Regions from separate parts of the Mus musculus genome. Here region 1 is linked to region 2. A link is a contact called in public promoter capture Hi-C data. All regions are on one chromosome and are shown on one strand. The core of a region is the stretch at or near the end of the contact, and the rest is flanking DNA. Distances in the headings are between cores, read along the strand shown.

Region 1 (6,716 bases), core at 2,768-5,267, 1.8 Mb after region 2:
ATTGGACAAGCTGAGCCAGCTGCTAGGGGTGGGACCAGGGCAGGGGGAGGCAGCAGCAGTCTGGGGGGAGGGGCCGTCCTGCAAGAGCCCTCTCCCTTCAGTCTCTGTCAGGGACTCAACCTAGTTAACTCACAGCTCCCAGATGACACTTTCCGGACACAGCCTTTTCACAACATAACACCATCCACAGACAGAATATTCCAGATTCTTACCGAGGAAAAAAATCCTCTTCCCTTCTGCCTTCAATGGAGTCACTGCGCCCCCATCTGGCATCTCCAGCTCTGAATTGACCCATTTGACTCCATTCATTCATTCACTCATTCATTCTTCTTTTTAATATGAAAAGTTGTCCTGTCTAGCGTGGAAATCGCCATACAACTCAGGTTGACCTCAAACTTGCAATCAATCCTCCTGCCTCAGCGCCTCCTCATCTCAGTGCTTAGGTTACAGGACTGAACTATATCAGTCTGCTTCATTCATTCCTGTATGTCACAGCCATTTACTTGGACTAGAAGGCTCAGACTTTGTGCCTGGCGCTAAGTATCTGAAGGCGCACGGAGACTTTCCTCCCAGAGTTCCTGATCTCATAAGGGTGGCAGGACCAAGAGACTATAATTATAAGATTATATAAAAACCTAATCAGCTCCTCCCTTCCCTCTCTTGAACTCAAACAGAGAAAAACCAAGGAAGGCTTCAAGGAAGAAGTGATTTCTAAGCTGAGAGACAAACTGGAGGCTCACATAGGAAATTGTGGAATCACAGAGTCCTGGAGAGAAAGAAAACAGTTTGTACAAGGTGCAGAGAAGAGATCGTGGGTTGTGGATACTTAGGGACCACTGGTAGATAAAGCTAGCCAGAGCGTAGGATCCCAGAAGATGAGGTGGGCCAGGCAGGGGCTAGACTTCTGACGGAGCTGAGAAGGAAAGACTTTTAACTCTGAAAGTAACAAGGAGCTTTGATGAGGATTTGAAGAGGGGTTTAAAACGTGCGTTTTAGGAAGAACTCTGACACAGTGGAAGGAAGAGGCTGCTGCCTTCCTGCAGGTGGACCACTGGGGAGGGAGAAAAGGAGAGATAGAGGAAGCATAGGATACTTCAAGACACAACGGGAAGGCACAAAGCCCCTCCTGTCCTGCTCTGGCTGACCTAGCTGGGTGCCACAAGCCCAGCTGGGGCCAGCCTGAAGGATAGCAGCATGCCTCCAGCAAACAGGGTACACAGCTCTGGACCACCGATGCCACCAGACATAAGCAGGAGGCAGCATAGGATCCAGGCTCCCCTCCTGGCTTCCTGTCTAGCCCCCCTTTTCAGCCCCAGAGAGAAGGCTGCCTTGACAAGCCCTTGTTGCCTAACCTGAAACCACAGGGCACCTCTCCCTCATTCCTGCTGCCCAATAACTCCAGCGACCAAAAGGACAGACCGATCCAGAGCACAGTGGGATAATTGCTGCCAGGTGTGCACGTCTGGGAGTCACCCCACACAGACCCCCACTGGGTGACTAAGGAAGTAGGCAGGGGACTGGATCCACTCCCTAGACTGAGGACAGAGGGCTGCCACCTCCCATCTGCCTAGAGCTTCTCTAATACTAAAAGTTTCAAAGGTGACAGGAACTTGAGAAGTAATGTGACTTACCCAAGGTCACACACAACAAGTAGCCGAGACAGAATTTGAGCCCGTGTTGCCCCCTCCCCCCCCCCCACACACACTTCAAATTAGCCCCTAGGGTTTTGCCACACACACACCCCCAACCCATCTTCTCCTCAGCTTCTCAGTAGGGGACTTAACATTCTACCAAGTATCACACGCGGTCATTATTAAGACCATGAAGCACACGGAGAAACTGAGGCTCAAGAATGAGAACAACCTGCAGCAGTTCTCACTCTCAAACCTTGATCCTGACAGTCTACTACCAGGGCAATTGATGATCGTGTGTATTCTCAAATCAAGGTGATCGAGTGAGGGAATGAAAAGGGTTCTATCTTAAAGATCCCGGGCGCCCCGCGGCCCTGAGAAAGGTCTAAGAGGCAGGTTGCCTGGATCACCCTCTCTGATACCAGGAGGTCAAAACTGAAGCTGAGCAGTACAACCCCAAAGCTGCAGGGCAAGACCAGGACAGCTCCCGAGACGCCCCAGCGGGGGCGGGGCGGTGAACGAGATCCCCGGAGGCCAGTTGTCTGGGGCAGGCAGGCGACCTGGAGTCTCTCCCTGGGCCCAAGGCGGCAGCGCGTGTCTCGGCTCTGCTTCCACCCGGGGCGACTCCCAGCTACCTCACGCCGGTGGCGGGAGCCAGGGGAGGAGGAAACCCTGGAAGAGGACCGGCACACGCCCGCCAGAGGGGCCGAGGCCTGAGGTCCAGGCCTCAGGAAAGGACGGTGGACCACGCGCGCGCACACACAGAAGCACACTGACACTCCATTCACAGAGCACACGATGCGATGCGCTCGCGGTCGCACAGACAGTCACTGGACACACACTCAGACATGGGAATGCACACACACACACACACACACACGCACGCACGCACACGCACACACCCTCCATAGGACACCAGGCTCCAAAGCACACTCAAGCACGGGATCTCACCGCAGGCCGAGGGGGAGGCCCATGCACACATTCACACACACACACACACGCACACACGCACACACGCACACACACACAACACACACACGTCCGCACGCGCGTGCCCGACTGGCCGGGAGGCCGCACAAAGTTGCAAAGCAGACGCAGGCAGCGTCCCCGGGGACCGCGGCGTCCCCAACGCCTCTGACGAGCTACGATGGGGACGCTGTCCCGAGGCCTCCAGCCAGGCCCTGCGGGGGCCCCGACGCCGCAGCCCCGCCCGCAACCGGGTGCGCCCCACGGCCCTCCCCATCCCGGGCGCCCCGCGGCCCTGGCGCCTCCTCGGATCAGCCGCCAGCCAGCGCCGCTCGGAACTTGCGAAACAACAAACCGCCCGAAATGTCGGAGTCGGCGGCTACAGCCACGTCTCTCCCCGTTCCTTCCCTCGCCAGCCGCAGGGCCGCCCCAGCCTCCGGGGGACGCCGCCGCGACAACTTGTTCCGGCCGGGTGCGCCACGCACACGCGCGCGCGCGATCACACATACACTCACATATGCACACACACATGCACACACACCCTCGGGTCCCGGCCACACTCGACCACGGCCTAGGAGCACCCCAAGCTCGCAGCGTCCCTAGCCACGAAACCATCGCTCACCGACACACTCACATCCACTCCAGACACGCTCCCCCATACGTATTCCCCGCATCCCTGACATTCACACGGACCCACACAGCATCGTACACCCCAAATACTCCCACAGGGTCACTCGTGGGCACAGAGCTCACACAGGTTCCGACCCGGTTCCCACGACTGCACACACACACACACACACACACACCACACACACTCGGGCCCACACTTGGGCACAATCCACCGAGTCCTCACAGCACAGGCATAAACAAACACGCGGGTTTTCAAACGCACCAGCAACAAACAGTACTCCCGCCTAGGGAATACAAAAAAAAAAGCCAACAAATGCAACACAGGATCAGACGCAACTCTAGCCAAGCCACTGAAACTCAGATACACAACCCACTTGGCAGCGTGGACAAACATGAGCCAGCGCACACCCGGTGCTCCACGCAGGCGACACTCACACCAGCACACTCGCATCCGCGGTACACACTCAACCTCAGTTTGCACACAAACTACAGACACAGCGGCCACAGAAGCTTGGAGCACTCCGACACCAGCGACAAGCCATCCCCGGCCCCCCGGGCACTCGCGGGATAAGCTTGGAGGGACCGCGCGCGCTTACCTGCGGGAGTCTCGGTCTCAGGCGCGCAGAACTGGAAGGTGAGCGCCAGGACCAGAGCCTGAGCCCGGGCCATGGCCGCCGCCTAGGTCCTGGAGACCCGCAGCTGGGGAGGCGACGCCTCCGGAGCCCGACCGGGAGCCCAAGGCGAGCGGGAGCCGTAGTGGAGCAGTGCCGCGCGGAGCGGGACTGGCGCCGAGTCCAGAGCGGGAGCCCGAACGAGCGGGGCGCTGACGTCAGGCCCCCGGGCGCGAGTTCCGCGGTCTCGAGGCGTCCCCTGCTGGTGGTGTCGCGCGCTGCGGCCCGGTTCCCTGGGCCCGCCGGCCTTGGCGTGCCCATCCCCCACTCTCGCACCCCGTCGACAAGATCCATCGGCCGGTGCCGGTGTTCAGGTCGGCACTCTCAACGCATCCGTTGCCCACGGCTGAGACTGTAACCCAGGAACCCTTGGCTCCTCTGTTCCCTCAGTTGCTTAAGTTTTTCCTACCTTGACTACTCTGAACATAAACTCCCAGCTCCCTCCAATGACAGAGCACTCTTCATCTACCTGAAACGTTGTTGGGCCTTTGGAATGTTGCCGTTTACTTTCAGTAATATGAAATTCACTTCTCTCTTACTGACGCTCGTGCCTCTACAGTAGCCTCCGGCTACTCGGAGTAAGTAGATTTGGAACTCTGCCCCGTCCAAGTTTTTGCACAACCACCAGCATAGTTGTCAGTGGCTACTTAAGACCAGGTGCCATGTGTGCCTCTCTCTGGGACTCTGTTCATCTTCACTATTGCCCTAGGGGACACACACCATTCTAATGCCATTACACAGTTGAGAAAGTTGAGATCATAGAGCGTGACTTTTTCAAGATTATGTGTCAGTATGAGGCGACACCAAGATCTGAATCAAGGTTGTCTGGTTCGAAATGTGTAAACAAACGAACAAAAACCGACTCACATCTGGAAACCCATTTGCTTCTCAAATACTGAATAGATATGGGCTTGTTGGTTCAGTGATGACTGTAGACTACCGAGGAGATTAAAAAACAAAGGCTTGATCTCCGGGAGCTAGAGAGACGGCTCAGTGGTTAGGTGCGTGCACGCGGCTCTTGCAAAGGGCTCAGGATGGATCCCCAGCACCCTTGTCCAACCACCTGTAACTGCGCATCAGACCAGCACTTCTGGCCGTGTATATTTATAAAATATAAAATTATATTTTAAATATAATTTAAATATTTTTTAAAATCCCCACCCTCATGAAGCTTACATTCAGGAGGAAGATGCAGGAGAGGGTGGGGGGGGGGGTTGGAACCTACAGTAGGGAAAGTGGATCGCTGCACTTCTAAACAGACTGCCTGCTATGTGATGGACTTGGTATATATCCCCCATGTTTAGAATGTGTGTCCCCCTAGGGAAGCTTTTTCCCCCGGGGCCTGGTATCCCGCATACTCGATGAGTAATGAATGAGCGGGTAACTGATAGATGAGTACTTACAGAGAGGGCCCTTGCTCTCACGAAGACTTCATGCCGCAGATAAATAAATACATATGGAACTTCAGTCTGAGGCATGCGCCCTCAAGGAAATGAAGCTCTTGCAACAAGGAACACTAAAAGATGGGGGGGGGGGGTCGGGTCACGCTTCAGAAAAGACAGTCCAAGACAGACGCCTTTGCCAAGGATGTGACCCCATGCCACGTGATCTTAGACCTGACGTGTGAGGAGCCAGCCTCAAGCACACCAATGGGAAGGAATGCTGCAGCCAGCCAGACCAATGGGAAGGAACGCTGCAGCCAGCCAGACCAATGGGAAGGAACGCTGCAGCCAGCCCGAAGCGCGAGCCTTGGTCTAAGAGGGAGCCCGAATGGAAGGGTGAAGAGGAACGGCAGGTGCAACTGGAAAAGTTGCCAGGGCCTGCAGACCACACAGAAAGCCGAATACGGAAGACATTTTGAGTCAATAAACACTAAGAAAATGATCAGCCGCTGGAGAGTCTTGAGTTTTGGTTTATTACTTTCATTCCCCCCAACAACTAATGGGCAGAGATGTTGAAGGAACTCATTTAAGTACAGGTCTTGGCGTCTGTAAGGCCTCCCTATTTCTTGTCTCTTCCCTCAGTTGGCTCACACTGAGAAGCTACCCTGAGGCTAGAAAAGGAAGAACTGAGCATCCCTGGTCTCCTTGGGTCCTCAAACTGCTGCTCAAGGAAGCAAAGACACAGCTCTCGAGGACCCGAGCATTAAACTGAGAGTCACCATGAGACAGAGGTAGAGGAAGGAAAAGTGATGGGCAAGACAGAAAGACATGCTGAAACAGAGAGAGATCTGGCAACCCGGAGCCGGCTGTGCGTTGGAGGGGGGGAGAACTGAAGTTTTGGGGTTTTGGTTTTTGTTTGGTTTTTGTTGTTGTTGTTTGCTCTTTTTATTAATCTCAAGTTTTGAGGTATGGACACTGAGAATCAGAGAGCATGATGTATTTGCGCAAGGTCACTCAGTCAGTCCATAAAGGTGTCAGGATTTGAACTCAAATCTGATCGGTTCCACGTTCTCTTGCTCCTTGGTCAGAGGACAGCCTCAGAGACTACGGTGAATGTGGTGTGCCAGTGTTAGCAACAGGTAAACAGAGGAAGAGAACATTGTTCCCCTTTGCTTTAAAAAGGGCCACAAACTTCAACAATCCTTGCAAGATAGAGAAAAGCCCTGGCTTGGAGTGGCTGCCCCAAATCTAGGGAGAAGGATAGGGTACCACAGTCAGTGCCAGGTCAGGAAGAAATTCAATTACCTGCAACTCATGGAATATTTATGATGCCTATCCTGTGTTAGGCCCCATATTGAGTGCTGGCATCCCGGAGATGAAATTTTGCCTGGAGGGGGAAGTGGACATATAAATAACTACAAGATAGTATCCTAAAG
Region 2 (6,617 bases), core at 537-3,036:
CCCCAACATATACCCTACAGCCGCTTCGCTTCCTTTTCTGAGGTTCATCCAAACTCAACTGTTTTTGCCTCTTTAGACCCTGTATATAAAGAAAACCTCCCTGTCCCTTAATGCCCACCCCCACTCCCTACAGACCCTGTCCTCTGCTAAGGATCCCAATAATGAAAATCGCAGCAAATATCTCTCCTCTTACGTGCCAGAGCACGGCTAAGCATTCTCACAGATGTTAATGAGTTTCCTTTAACAAAGCTACACGGGCAGCTGCAGGCATCTCATCTCACAGATGTGCAAATGGAATTAGAGATAAAAAGTAGATTTGAACCAGGCCTGCTGGGCACCGACTACCCAGGAGGCTGAGGCTAGAGGGTTGAAAGATCTAGGCTTGGCTGGGTGTGCTGGTGTGCATCATTAGTCCCAGCGTTCTCTAAGCAAGGGGGAATCTCTGTGAGTTCAAGGCCAGCCTGGTCTGCAAAGGGAGTTCCAAGACAGCCAGGGCTACATAGTGAGAACCTATCTTAAAAATAGAAAGTTCTAGGTTTGCTTCTGTCCCAGACCAGCTCAAGGCCAGCCTGAGCAACAGAGCGGTTTGGGTTTTTCGTTTGGTTGTTTTTTTTGTTTGTTTATTTGTTTGTTTTTGAGACAGGGTTTCTCTGTGTAGCCCTGGCTGTCCTGGAACTCACTTTGTAGAGTAGGCTGTCCTCAACTCACAGAGATCCACCTGCTTCTGCCTCCTGAGTGATGAGATTAAAGGCAACAGGCTGCCACCACCAAGCATGTGTGTGTACACCTGCACAAATTTACACATCACACACACACACACACACACACACACACACACACACACATACCACTATACCACCAAGGGGGGGGAGCATTAGCCTAGAATATGCAAACTCTAGGCTCAATATCCAGTTAAAAAGAGAACAAAACCAAGTTTGAGGGCCATGGAGATGGCTTAGCAGGTAAATGTGCTGGCCACCAAGACTGACCACCTTAGCGGGATTCCCCCAGAACCCCTATTGTGAAAGGAGATAGCTAACTCCATCAATTGTTCTCTGGCGTCCACACATACAACATGGCATTTACAACTATGCCTGTGTACACGTTCCGCACATACACATACAAAATAAATTAATTTAAAAAAAAGTCTTCTTAAAGCAGGGAGCAGGGAGGGGGCAGGGGGTAGGGATCTGAGTCTTTCCAACCTTCTGGAGTCCAAGAGGACTCCCTGACCCTACTTCTGTAGAAATGGGGACAGAGCAGAAGGAGTTAATTTAGCACAGGGTTGGGGAGTGGTGCTCTATCCCCTCCTCCCAGTGCAAGCAGAGGTTCTACAGCCTAGGAATGCTAGGCCCAGGCACTGGAAAAAGCTGACCACCGAGGCTTGGTCAGCAGCCACGTCGCGGGTTCCACGACTATGGAGGAGGGGTCTCTAGTCTTCTCCAGCTTTCTGGGGTCTCAGCCAAGGAAATTAGGGGGGGCACTAAGGAGGTCCCGGGCGCGCCTAGCCTGGCCTCCCTCCCGCCAGCCAGCCAGCCGCAGGCGCCCCTTCCAGGGCAGCTCTGGGCACGCAGGGTCCCGCCTTGCTCCGCTCACCCGCAGGCTCACCTGGCTGGGGAAGCGGGACGGGCGGGCCCGGGCGCAGGGCCAGGCCAGGAGCGCGGCGGTGCAGGCCAATGGCCAGTGCCTCCGCAGCCGCCGAACCCTCGCGGTCTCCCTCCTCCTCCAGCCTGGCGGGCCGGCCCAGCTGTGTTCCATTAGCCTCTTGGCAGGCCCCCAGCCCCCTGGAACCGCCCTCTTCCCTCTCCAGGAGCGGCCGGCAGTTCCTGCAAGCAGGCGTGTGAGTGTGCGCGCACGCTGCGCTGCACTCAGTCTAGAGAACTCAGGACGTGGAAAAGCTGGGGTCAGCGCAGACTGGCAGGGAGAGATCGAGGATCCTCCTGTGGGCCGTGGACCCCTGGCCCTGCTTCCCATAGCTGGCAGCCTTAGGGCTGCCAGGATTGCTCAGTGAAGGGCTCCGCGGGCCGTTGGTAAGTGGGCCAGCACTGGGCTGCTTCTCCCTCTGAGCTGAAAGGGCATATTCTGCTACTGACTCGCTATGTGACCTGGGGCAAGTGGCTAGCCCTCTCTGAGGGCCTCAGTGCTCTTTTTCTGCCGTGGGGTGATCTGGAAACTCCATGCTGGTCCTGCTGTCTCTGCCTCCATCTGTGTCTGTGTTGAGGGGGGCGGGGTCTCCTTGGAAGCATCTCTCTAGCTCATCCCTACAAGCCCTTCACTCAATCTGAGGCCTGGGAGTAGGAGCCAGAGTGGTGAACATGTTGAGCCCATCTCTATGTTCACGCCTCCACATGCACCCACATGCTGCTCATAGTCGGCTACCTTTCCACTGGCTGTCAGGAAGGGAAGGTCAGGCTGGGGTTGGAGAGTGGGGGGGATGCACACCCCTAGGATGGGAGATGACTGAGGTGGGGGCACAGATCCATCCCAAGAGTCCAGCCTCATATATATATATATATATACACACACACACACACACACACACACACACACACACACACACACGCATGCGTGAAGGCATCCTTTATTCTGTATCCAGCAATAAGGGAGATAAGTAAGCATGGCACCGTACAAAATCTGACTTGCCTAAGAAAGTACCAACAGAAGAGCCTCCTGGAGGGTGCTCATAGTCTGGCTCTGGACAGGAGCATGTATGTAAACTGGGCTTATCAGTTCTCATGTCTCTTAGCTCGCTTGCCTGCAGCTAGGTTTGATTGCACAGTCCCGGCACCTATGTGCCTATAAGCCTATGTGTATTGTATTGATACACATGGCTTTGTGTGCTCATGATCTGCCTGTCCTAGAAGGGGCCAGATGATATATGACTCTGCTGGCCACTTGCTGAGCCTGCATTGATTTATCTGGGCCCATCCATCAGGGTTTAATAAAACAAAAAGACGAGCATCCATCAGCGGGAGAGGTTGGCAACGGGGTCCTGAGCCCTGGTGACCTGCTCTCCTGCCCCTGTACACACAAGGGGAAGCTTTCTTGGCTCATACACAGCCCTGTGATCTCTGCCAAGAGACTCAGTCCAGTCTTCAGCCCCTGACCTTGTAGGTGCCTGGCAGGGCTAACCTGGGCTCAGCTGAGCACAGCTCTCCAGGTACTGGGCCACTATGCACCAGTGCAGAACACAGCCCTGGGATTCGTGAAACATTTTTGATAAATTGCCTCTGCTCATGGCCCCTTGCTTTCTCTGCCTCTGTGATCTTTTAGAACCCTCTAGACCTCTCCTCAACCCAGCGGCAAGCTCATGACATAGCAGAAGCTGTCTGGGCCTTGCTTCTGTGCTTCAGCTAGGCTTGTGCTCGGGCTGGTGAGTGTCTAGGGCATACCGGTGGTTAAATATTTTCTTTATTACTACTGCCCAGATTCTCACCCCAGGCTTGTGTGGGGCCTCTAAGAGGAACTGACACCAAGCCCTTATCCCTGCAGTCCCTGGTACATGGGTCCCAAGAAGGCTGTCACTTACCCACACTTTTGGGCACTCTGAAGCCCACCCCCCATGTCTCTGGTTGTCAGGTGCCGAGGCTGCAGCTGATCTCTCTGGACCAGCATGTTGACATCCTGGGCTCCCGGCCTGTGGGTGCTCGGGCTCTGGGCCACCTTCAGCCATGGGACAAATATAGGTGAGCTGACACAGGCCTACATCTGACTCCCTGAGATGGTCTTTGCACATACGTGACCATGTATATCTCAGCCATTTGGCATTTATGGGCAAGTGTAGAGGCAGAGCTCAGGTTAGCTCAGGCGGTGTTTACGTACATGAGCCTGTGTGAGTGAGCTGGTGTGTGTGTGTGTGTGTGTGTGTGTGTGTGTCTTGTCTCTGTGTGTCTCTGGTTTTGCAACTTGAGAAGCTCAGTACATGCATCTGTATGTATTCCTGGATCTCTGGGCAGTGGGGAGGAAACAGGCTCCCTCTGAGGCGCATCTTTACATTTCTTGCTGTCTAGCGAGAGGGGAAAGAGCAGAGAACCACACTCTCCCTCCAAAAGGCAACACTTCCGGAAAGCTGCCCAGCCCCTCTGTTCCCTCTCATGGTCAGGACTCCATCCTCCAGGCATAGGCTCCTCCTTTGCACCAGCCTGGATCTCTGATGACTGCCCACCCCATGGCTCAGCCTCTGGACAGGGAGAGGGTGCAGCTTTCCAGGGCTCAAAGCCAAGGGAAATTGACCAGGCAGTCTGCCTGGCCTTGCTGGGTGCCCTCTGGGCTTGGTAGCTGCATCACCTATCCAGGAAGGAGCCATACTCCTAGGGCCCAAGTCCAGGCATCTGGGGTGTGTGAGACTGCTATTGTATGCACATGTATGTGTGCACACCATGTATATGTGTACATGTGCGTGTGTGTGTGTGTGTGTGTGTGTGCGTGCGCACGCATGCGCACACATGCACATGTGTTTCTGTGTGTGTATTGAGAGTTTTTCCCTCCTTTCCCTCACTGGGTCCCTTAGAGGGCCTGGGGCAGAGGATTTCAACATCTGTAAGGAATCTGGGCCCATTGCCAAGGGTGAGTCACCCATTGCCTGGGAGATGCTGAAGACAGTGATGGTCTTTCCGGCCAGACTTGGGGGTGGAGATTCCAGTGGGTCACTGTGCCCAGGGACACAGAGCTCTATCTTTCAGCTAGGCTGGGCAGAGGGTTGGCTATCTACTGGAAGGAAGGTGATCTGACTGGCTTGGCCTGGCTTTCCCATCAGCTTTTCTGGGAGGGCCGTTTGATCTTAGCCCCTATCTGTTTGATGTAGCACCTCCCATCAACGTTTCTGGTCCCAGGAAGAGGGACACAGCCTCAGGGAAAAGGAGGCTCATAGCCACTAACCTCTCCCTTTGGGACTTTAGACTTGTGCCCTTGTCTAAAAGCTGATAGTGCTTTAATAAGTCTTGTCTGGAGCCTAAGGCGTGATGATGCCCGTGAGCTTGTGGTCCTCTCAGCCTCTTTCTTTTTGTTGTGTCACTGGCTGGGTATGCAGGGGAAAAGCCATTGGATTTTCTACTTTGAATATGGGGCGTAGAACACCACCCATTGCCCAGGACACATGTGACATTGCACGTGGCAGCCCTGTGGGCATGGGATGCATAGCTCATGCGTGTATAGTCATGTATACACCGCTGCATGTAACACCAAGGGTGCACAAAGCTCATTTCTTCTGTTCCTTAGGAATAACACTAGAAAGAACATGAGCACGCTCCTCACTGCCTGGGCTCTGACCCACCTAGCATTTCTTGTTTCTTTCACTCCCTGTCATAGTCCCAGCCCCAGCTGGGGTTGTTGGGAGACTGGGGTCTCCGGACTCTGGTCCTGTTCTGCTGTTGATTCACTCAGCAGCTTTGGGACAGATCCCAGATCTCAGCCCTCCCTGCTATGTGCTGGGTTCTCCCTGCGCAGCCAGGTCAGAGGCCAAGCTTGAGCACAGCATTAAGGCAGACTAGGTTAAAGGTCCCGAAGAAAGACTATGGACATGTCCCCTCCTGAGAATTCCCGGAGCTCTGCTGGGCAGTCGCCCTCCTGAGTTCCTAATGCTCCGGGCCAACTCTGTCCCAGGTGAGCGGTGCCCAACTTCACAGCAAGAAGGACTCAAGCTAGAACACAGTAGTGACCCATCAACCAACGTGACTGGTGAGTGCAGCCTCCGCCAGCCCTTACCCACTTCCTGGAGTAGCCTGTGCTTCTCCTCAGCTGTGCTTCTCCTCTGGTGTCCCAAAGGCTTCAACCTAATCCGCCGACTGAACCTCATGAAGACATCTGCCATCAAGAAGATCCGCAACCCCAAGGGGCCACTCATCTTGAGGCTGGGGGCTGCCCCAGTGACCCAACCAACTCGGTAAAGGACTCTGGGAAGCCTCCCAGAGTTCATAGTGACCTCAGCCACACCCCAGGAACTCTGACCCTAGAGGCTATTTTGGGTACCCTCCTGCCAAAACTCTACCTATTGTCCACCACTGGGCTTGCAGGGTGGGTTTTGTGTGTGCGTGCTGCCTGGAAACCCAGCCTGGATCTCACAGGCAATGGCAGAACCATGTTTAAATCCCACAGTCACCCTGAGAATCCCAGGGTGATGTCAAGAGCCTATGTCTGTGTGAGTGTTATCTTGCATGAAGTCTAATTTGCAGCAGCCGCTAGGCAGTCTGAATCTTGCTGGCCGATGTCTCTTTGTAGCTGTGTTCATACAGAACCCTTGGTCTCTTTCTCAGCATCTCTCCTTCCACCCCAGGCTTGTACACCATGCTGGCTTCCTTGGGAGCCCCCTTGCCAAAGTTGGAATGTAATGCTGAGATAGAAAAACATTGAAGTTATTTATTATGTGTATGTGTGTTATGCCTGCATGTTATGTATGTGCACACCACATGCATGCAGTGCCTAGAGAGGCCAGAAGGGGGCATTAGATCTCCCGAGACTTCAGTTACAGATGGTCTGAGTTGCTCTCTGGGCACTGGGAATCCAACCCTGGTTGTCTGGGAGAGCAGCCAGTACTCTTAATCACTGAACCATCTCTCCAGTCCTCTGAGGTGATAATTCAAGGATATTGTTAATGCTCCCCTGCCCCATCAGACCCTATG

What was found. Promoter capture Hi-C pulls out the DNA fragments that hold promoters and counts their contacts.
Region 1: a contact with region 2 is called in a promoter capture Hi-C map of liver, with 4 times the contacts expected there. The contact joins the promoter of Ptpru here to the promoter of Col16a1 in region 2. A contact is called at or near these places in 2 of 39 promoter capture datasets (both in liver).

The regions. Positions count from the first base shown.
Region 1 is chr4:131,834,261-131,840,976 of GRCm38.p6, forward strand. It overlaps Ptpru (protein tyrosine phosphatase, receptor type, U), which reads right to left and starts at 4,018. Exons shown (of 31, transcript NM_001083119.2): 1 at 3,824-4,018. The coding sequence starts at 3,896.
Region 2 is chr4:130,046,054-130,052,670 of GRCm38.p6, forward strand. Col16a1 (collagen, type XVI, alpha 1) reads left to right here and starts at 1,787. Exons shown (of 70, transcript NM_028266.5): 1 at 1,787-2,030; 2 at 3,580-3,686; 3 at 5,602-5,676; 4 at 5,764-5,881. The coding sequence starts at 3,614. It overlaps Gm12963 (a long non-coding RNA gene), which reads right to left and starts at 2,369. Exons shown (of 6, transcript XR_003955360.1): 1 at 2,355-2,369; 2 at 1,609-1,873.